2 separate regions of the Mus musculus genome follow, and region 2 is linked to region 1. The links are chromatin contacts, called in public Hi-C maps. All regions are on one chromosome and are shown on one strand. The core of a region is the stretch at or near the end of the contact, and the rest is flanking DNA. Distances in the headings are between cores, read along the strand shown.

Region 1 (3,198 bases), core at 519-3,018:
GTTCTTGTCTTGGAGCATATACAAACCATCACACCCCGCTACCCTTGATCAAAAGTGGGCCTCACTTGTCTGGATGTCCTAAGCCTGGGAACATCGGATGTGAGAAAAAGTTCAGGTAGGGAGGCATTGGTGTCTCGGGAGAGAAGCCGAGCTATAAAGGAGGGAATTATGTGAGCCAAGGCTTGGATACAGGAGAGCCAGCACTGATTGGGAGTTGGTGGTCTTCAAACTTGTCTGTGCGTCAGATGACATGAAAACTGGAGAGCAGTGCCACCTCAGCCTTTGGTTCAGTGACTCTGCACTGGGGACCATGGGCTGGCACTTCAGCGGGTGCCAGGAGATGCCATCTAGCTTTGGAGCCTGTCCCAGCATGGAGGATGCTTTTTTCAGGCACTCAGAAACTATATTTACTCCTCCCCTAGACCCACAGGACAACTGAAGTGGAGTGAAAGCCTGGCACCCTCACCTTGCCTTTGTGCTTACTGTACTGTGGGTGAGCCGCACGCCTCCATACAGAGAGAAACTAATCACCCAGGAGGAGCTGTCTAGAACCAAGGCTACTCCAGCCTACCTCACCCCACTCCCAGATTGAAGGCACAAAGATGGGAAACTGAGGCATGATAACTGTCAGCTTTTTATATTGTCCTGTCCAGACCCCCAAAGTAGTCAGTGACCATGAATTCCAGAAACAACAGCATCTAGCTGGACAGAAAACCCCAGGCAAGGGCCGTCATCCGTGAGGGTGTGGTAGCACCTTGGAGCAGGATATCATCTTTTTGGAGCCAGCTTGCCTCTTGGCCTTACAAGGACTTCTTTGGACAACTCACCAAGGCCAGAGCTGAGGCAGCGCTGGGTGGGACCACACTTTGACAGAGACTACATAATTATGCATATGCCTTTGTCCCCTCTTCCCTCTTCCTTGGTAAGCCTAAAGTTCATGTCAGTACTTCAGAATGGGACCTGGGGGATCGATCACTAGATTCCCTTATCTGTTCTATCTAGGATGACCACACTGACTTCATCTTTGCCTTTCATTACCTGTCTCTTTATTTGTTATGTTGGAATAGATGGCAGAGCCTTGCCTATTGTAACTATCAGAACAACCTAAAACTCCTTTTGCAGAAAGAAAAGCAACTGAGGCAGAGCTATCTGTCGCACCCTGAAGCCGAGGAGTCAGCCATCCTGCTAAAGGACAGGTAGAAGAGATGAAGAAGAACAGCCAAACTTTACACCCAAAGTCTGGGAAGTGAGACATCCACCCCCGTGGGTTTGAGCCCCTGTCTCCACTGTTTGATCTCAGCCAGCTCCCCCCAGAGGACTACAATCCCCACCCCACCCCCAAAGGCACAATCTAGCCCTCTTCGAGAGGCAGGTGTGCCTGCAGGGAGACCAGCCCTGAGAGGGCTTTGCGGCGGGTAGGCCCTCAGCAGATGTGAGAGCGATTATTATAATCTCTCCGCCCCCAGATGGCATGGTCCGGGTTGCCCCCTCCTCCGCCTGCCAGGCCCCTCTCCGCGGTCCCCGGGGACAGGAGCTAAGGACCCCAGCCTGCGAGCTGCCTGCCTCTTCTCCTCGGGGCCCCTGGCCCAGCCTCAGCGTGGGCCTGGCCTCCAGATTGAGCAGCCTTTCTTCAGGTGCAAGGACCCAAGTGGCTGTCAGCAAGCGGTTCCTCGGCAGGGCACCTCAGGCGGGCGGAGGCGGTGGCGGGGGTGGCTCAGCACAGCTAGTGAACAAAGGCCGGCTGGGAGCTGGCAGGGCGCCATCAGGGTTCAATGCACAATGGCCCGAGGGGCTGGCGGCTTCGCTCCTGGCCGGCATTTGCATAGCGTCTGGGGCAGGAACAGGTGCCCGGTCAATAGGCGATTGTGAAGCTGCTGTGTCAAAAAAAGAAGGGGCCTGTATTGAAGGCCAGGCTGGCCTATTGCAATGCAAATAGCATTCAAAGCAGACCGGCCCGGGTTGGGCTCCCCGGAGCCCCTGCCTCATGAAAGCCACTGAGCCAGCCCGGCGGCTGCTGCTGCTGGTGCCCGCTTTGTCTGAGGCCAAAGGGTGGCACTGGCAGTGGGGGCAGGGAGCCCACAGCGTAAGGCTGCGCCTCACGCCTATCCACCTAGGAAGGCTTCCTGGAAGAGGACCAGATGCGCTAGGATGTCGCTGAACTTCACCCAGATACTGAAAGGAAGTTACATGGTGTCTCTGAAGAGTGAAGCAGCCTCCGTGACTATCACAATGAAATCTTCGAGGACAGTCACGTGCCTCCTCGCTTCCCACTGCACGGCCGCTCTGGCCTGAGATTCAGGATCCCTCCTCTTACCTCTGATTTTGGTGCGCCTTCATTTTACCTGAAGTTACTCTGGGTACCAGTGTGATGAATTCTTCCAAGCCTGAAGCAACCCTGCGAGACAAATGCATATCATCATCGTTTAACTAGTGTGGAAACTGAGTTGCCGAGGAATCCTACCATTAGTAGGAGGCACCATTAGTAGGAGGCAGTGCTGGGAAAGACCCCTGACAGCTTGGCTCTGGAAGTTTCCTGTGCTCCAATGCACTGCCCATGCGCTGCTGCCAAGTCCGTCTCATAATGGAACTTAGGTCCAACGAACCACAGAAGTTAGAGCAAGACCAGAATCCAGTAAACTGGCTGCCTGGCTGGCACATACCTCTTCAGCCAATGATAAGCCCGCTGTCGATTAGCTCAGGGACTCTCAGTGCTCCTCTGGAGTAGCCTGCCTCAGGAGCGGGAAGCCTTAGGCCTCGCGGGTCCTCCACACAGAGATGAGGAACCAGGGCCTGCGTCGAGAATTCGGAAGCAGCCTACAGCTGTGACAGGGCTGATTATGGCCATCTATAGGGACGTCACAGGATGGGGCTGAGGCAGTGTGGAGGTCAGACGATTGTCAGCTGAATTCATTGGCTTATGGGGTGGAGGGAACCAAAGGCAGTCCTTAAAAACTTCTTGGTGACAATATCAAAGGTTTCCATTTATTTTAGTGTGGGTGCACATGCATATGGAAGCCAGAGGACAACCTCTAGTGCTACTCTCCAGGCACCTCCTGCCTTTCCACTGTGACAGCTCTCTCGCTGGGTCTGGAGCTTGCTACCGGTAGACTGGTTGGCCAAGAAGCCAGCTCCAGGGATTCACCTATCTTTTCTTGTGCCAGGCATTACCTCCTGGGCCACCTTCCTGAGAATTTTTAC
Region 2 (3,075 bases), core at 121-2,620, 89 kb after region 1:
GGGCTCACACCAGCTTCCAGCCACCTGGGAACACACCCCTTAAATCATTACTACCGACTGTGGGGGTGGGAGTCTCTGATGATGACTGTCCTTTCAGGTTGCTTGTCTACAGCATCATAACCTGGTACTCTGGGGGTAATTAACCAACAGGGCTGTTTGTCCTTCATTCGGAGCTGGTGTGAGTCTGAGTGGGAATCTGTCCTTCTTCCCAAGAGTGGAGGTGGTGGCAGACCCTATGTATCCTTGAAGCAGAGTGACACCATCAATAAAGGCCCAGCCCAGTGCCATAGCCCTACACCAATGCTCCCAGGCCATCTTCCCAACAGACATTCCAAATTACACATCTACCTCTGAGTGTCCTGGACCTCTCCCCAGAATGTCTGGTCATCCTCATTCATAACTCAACCTGTCCCTTCAGAGTGTCTCTCTGACCCTTCTGTGGACAGAAGTCAGCCTGGATCAGACTCAAACACTTACTGGCCAGTGAACATCTCAGTGTTCACAATGACCCCTTGGGCAGCTACTCCAAGGGAAAGCTCACTTAAAGAATGGAGACCTAGTTCGATGATTTCTTAGGCTCTGATGGTATTTGGGTTAGCAGAGGTAGGCCTTGATCTAAGAAGGTGTGATAGCCTAATGGGTGTGATGTTACCTGGAGGAGGCCAGGCAGGAACCCAGGGCTGGAGGCTGTGGGGTCCCCCTATCACATCTCCTTAGGTGAGCCCCACACCTACCCTGTCTTCCTGGGTACAGTGCTCAGTAGAGACATGAGCAAGCTCAGAGAGGAGCAGTCAGGCCTGATGTCCACCGAACTGGAACTGGATCTGGAAAGGACAGGGTTGAGAAAGCCCCAAGGAAACCTGCGGCGCCTCCTCCACACAGACTGACAAACACTGCCCTCTCTGTAGACCACCCACAGTCTATGATGGCTCATGGCCTCTAAGCAAGGAGGTGAGACCCAGTCTGGTATTCTAGACTACTGGCTCCCTGACAAAGGCCTCCACCACCCAGGTCCAGGTCTCCCCAGCCTATGCTGTCTCCCAGAATAGCCAGTTTGATCTGTGTCATTCATAGATGGCTGTCTAGTCCCAGAAGCCAATCACCACCTCTCAGAGCATTTTCTGTTGTCCTAGGAATCACTCAGACCCAGGCAGGATGCTGTTCTATCAGTCCCTAGATTCCTGGGGGATCTCCCCAAGCTACCTTGGGAGAATGAACGAGGCCAGCCCACATGGATGGAACCAGGTCTGAAGTATGGATTCTCCTGAGGCCCTGGAGAACCTGGCCTTTCAATAGCCCATCGCCTGTCCCAGGTAGAGAGTATGTGAATAATTGTTAAGTCAGTTTTCTGTTGCTATAACCAATGCCTGGGGCGAACCAACTTACACAGCAGAAAGTTTCATTTTAACTCAGCGTCTCAGAGGCTCGAATTCATGGTGACTTGGTCCTGTGACATTCATAAAACAGCACGTCATGTTGGTGATGTGGGATGGGGCAAACTGCTCATATCTTGGTAACTATAAAGCAAAGAGAGAAGGACATCTGGGACTCTCCATGGTCTCTTCAAAGACACATTGCTAATGACCTAATTTCTACCAAACACCACTCCCCCTCAATAGTTTTGCAGGCCCAAATCTTTAGGAGGGACCTTTAGAGAATATTCCAGACCCAAACTATAGCAATTGTGCGTCAGGAGCAGTAGGGAGAGGTCAGGAACAGAAACACAAGACAGAGTGAGAGAATACTTTGGACATGTCCTGTGTGCCAGGCACTGTCCTTGGAGAGCAATATGCACTCATTCATTTTGTCCCCAGAACAAGGAAGCAGTCATCCACAGAGATGTCTAACCGGGCCAAGGTTATGGGGTCAGTGAGCAGGACTTGGAGGCGAACTTGCTATGTCTTCATATCTCCATGGTACGCCTACGGACCGCCTTACAGGCTTCCCGGGGCAGCCCAGCATGGTGCAGGGATGGAACTGACATCCAACCTGGAAACCAGCTCTTGCCTCTGCTGGAGCCTGCACAGTTGCAGGGCCATTGTGCCTAAGGTAGAAAAGACGAGACCTCTCTCTCCCTCTGGGGCAGGGCTTCAGAGGGCCCTGAACTTCAGCCCACTTAAGTGTGGTCACTGGGCCAGAGAGTGTCTGTCTGCCGCCACCTCTGGATTCTTTTGCCCCTGGGGCCTCCCCTCAAGCGCTGGCTCCTAGGCAGCATGCTATCACCGTGCCCAAATGTTTGTCATCTCTTGACACTAATATTATTTAAGGCCTAGAGTCTCATGTAAGGCTTCCTTTTAGCAAGATTGTCTCATTTAATAAAATTCCCTGTCTCTGTCCCCCAAGGTAATCATGTTGATGGCAGCGCAGTCCCCGAGCTGTGATTTGGTCTGGGAATAGAATTATCAGGAAGCCCGGCTTGGCTGTCACAGATGCTCTGCTTGGGGTTTTCCCTTGAAGTAAACAGAAAGAGTCCCAGTGGAAGGAGCGACTCAGCAGGGACTATGGCAGCTGGCCTCCCCACTGGCCACTCTGTCCTCAATGGTCACCTCTCAAAGGCTCAATTAGTAAACATTTCCTAGTCTAGGCTGGGAAATGGCTACTGTTGATGCAGGTAAGTTACCTGATCTATTCTCTCTCTCTCTCTCTCTCTCTCTCTCTCTCTCTCTCTCTCTCTCTCTTCTCTCTTCTCTCTTCTCTCTTCTCTCTTCTCTCTCTCTCTCTCTCTCTCTCTCTCATTTTGCTGAATGCATTTTTGTTTTTGTTCTTTGAGATAGGATCTCATGTAGCCCAAGCAAGCCTCAAATTCACTTTGTCATAAGGATAGCCTTGAACTTCTAACCCCCCCCCCTGCTTCCACCTCCACAATGCTGACTTATAGGCATGTACCATCCTGCCTGGTTTTATGCAGTGCTGGCACTTTGTGCATGCCGGTGTGTACTAATCGAACTATATCCCCAACTCTCAAATATAGTGGATGAAAAAGGCAGAGACTGCCTGGAACAGAGGAGTCCAACAGAACCAGCTCAGATCCTGGCCACACCTCCTGCTACTGTGACCTAGACAGGGTTACTTCCC

Evidence for each region. Hi-C and Micro-C count contacts between places; a contact is called where the count stands out from the background.
Region 2: a contact with region 1 is called in a Hi-C map of liver, with 2.0 times the contacts expected there. The contact joins the promoter of Zmiz1os1 here to the enhancer-like site in region 1. A contact is called at or near these places in 5 of 484 Hi-C or Micro-C datasets (cortical neurons, liver and uterus) and 2 of 115 datasets of contacts at active chromatin or transcription factors (double positive thymocytes and embryonic limb bud).

The regions. Positions count from the first base shown.
Region 1 is chr14:25,316,348-25,319,545 of GRCm38.p6, forward strand. Zmiz1os1 (a long non-coding RNA gene) reads right to left here. Exons shown (of 8, transcript XR_003951078.1): 2 at 2,315-3,198. Among named protein-coding and RNA genes, the nearest start is that of Gm41113, 61 kb to the right of the region's middle. Within about 2 kb of position 1,769, at least 150 of the 459 cell types and tissues checked have an H3K27ac peak or open chromatin away from gene starts, as enhancers often do. A contact at or near this core is called in cortical neurons, embryonic limb bud and liver, where this site is marked.
Region 2 is chr14:25,405,416-25,408,490 of GRCm38.p6, forward strand. Zmiz1os1 (a long non-coding RNA gene) reads right to left here and starts at 1,371. Exons shown (of 8, transcript XR_003951078.1): 1 at 735-1,371. Gm32645 (a long non-coding RNA gene) reads left to right here. Exons shown (of 7, transcript XR_003951092.1): 4 at 1,134-1,313; 5 at 2,344-2,611.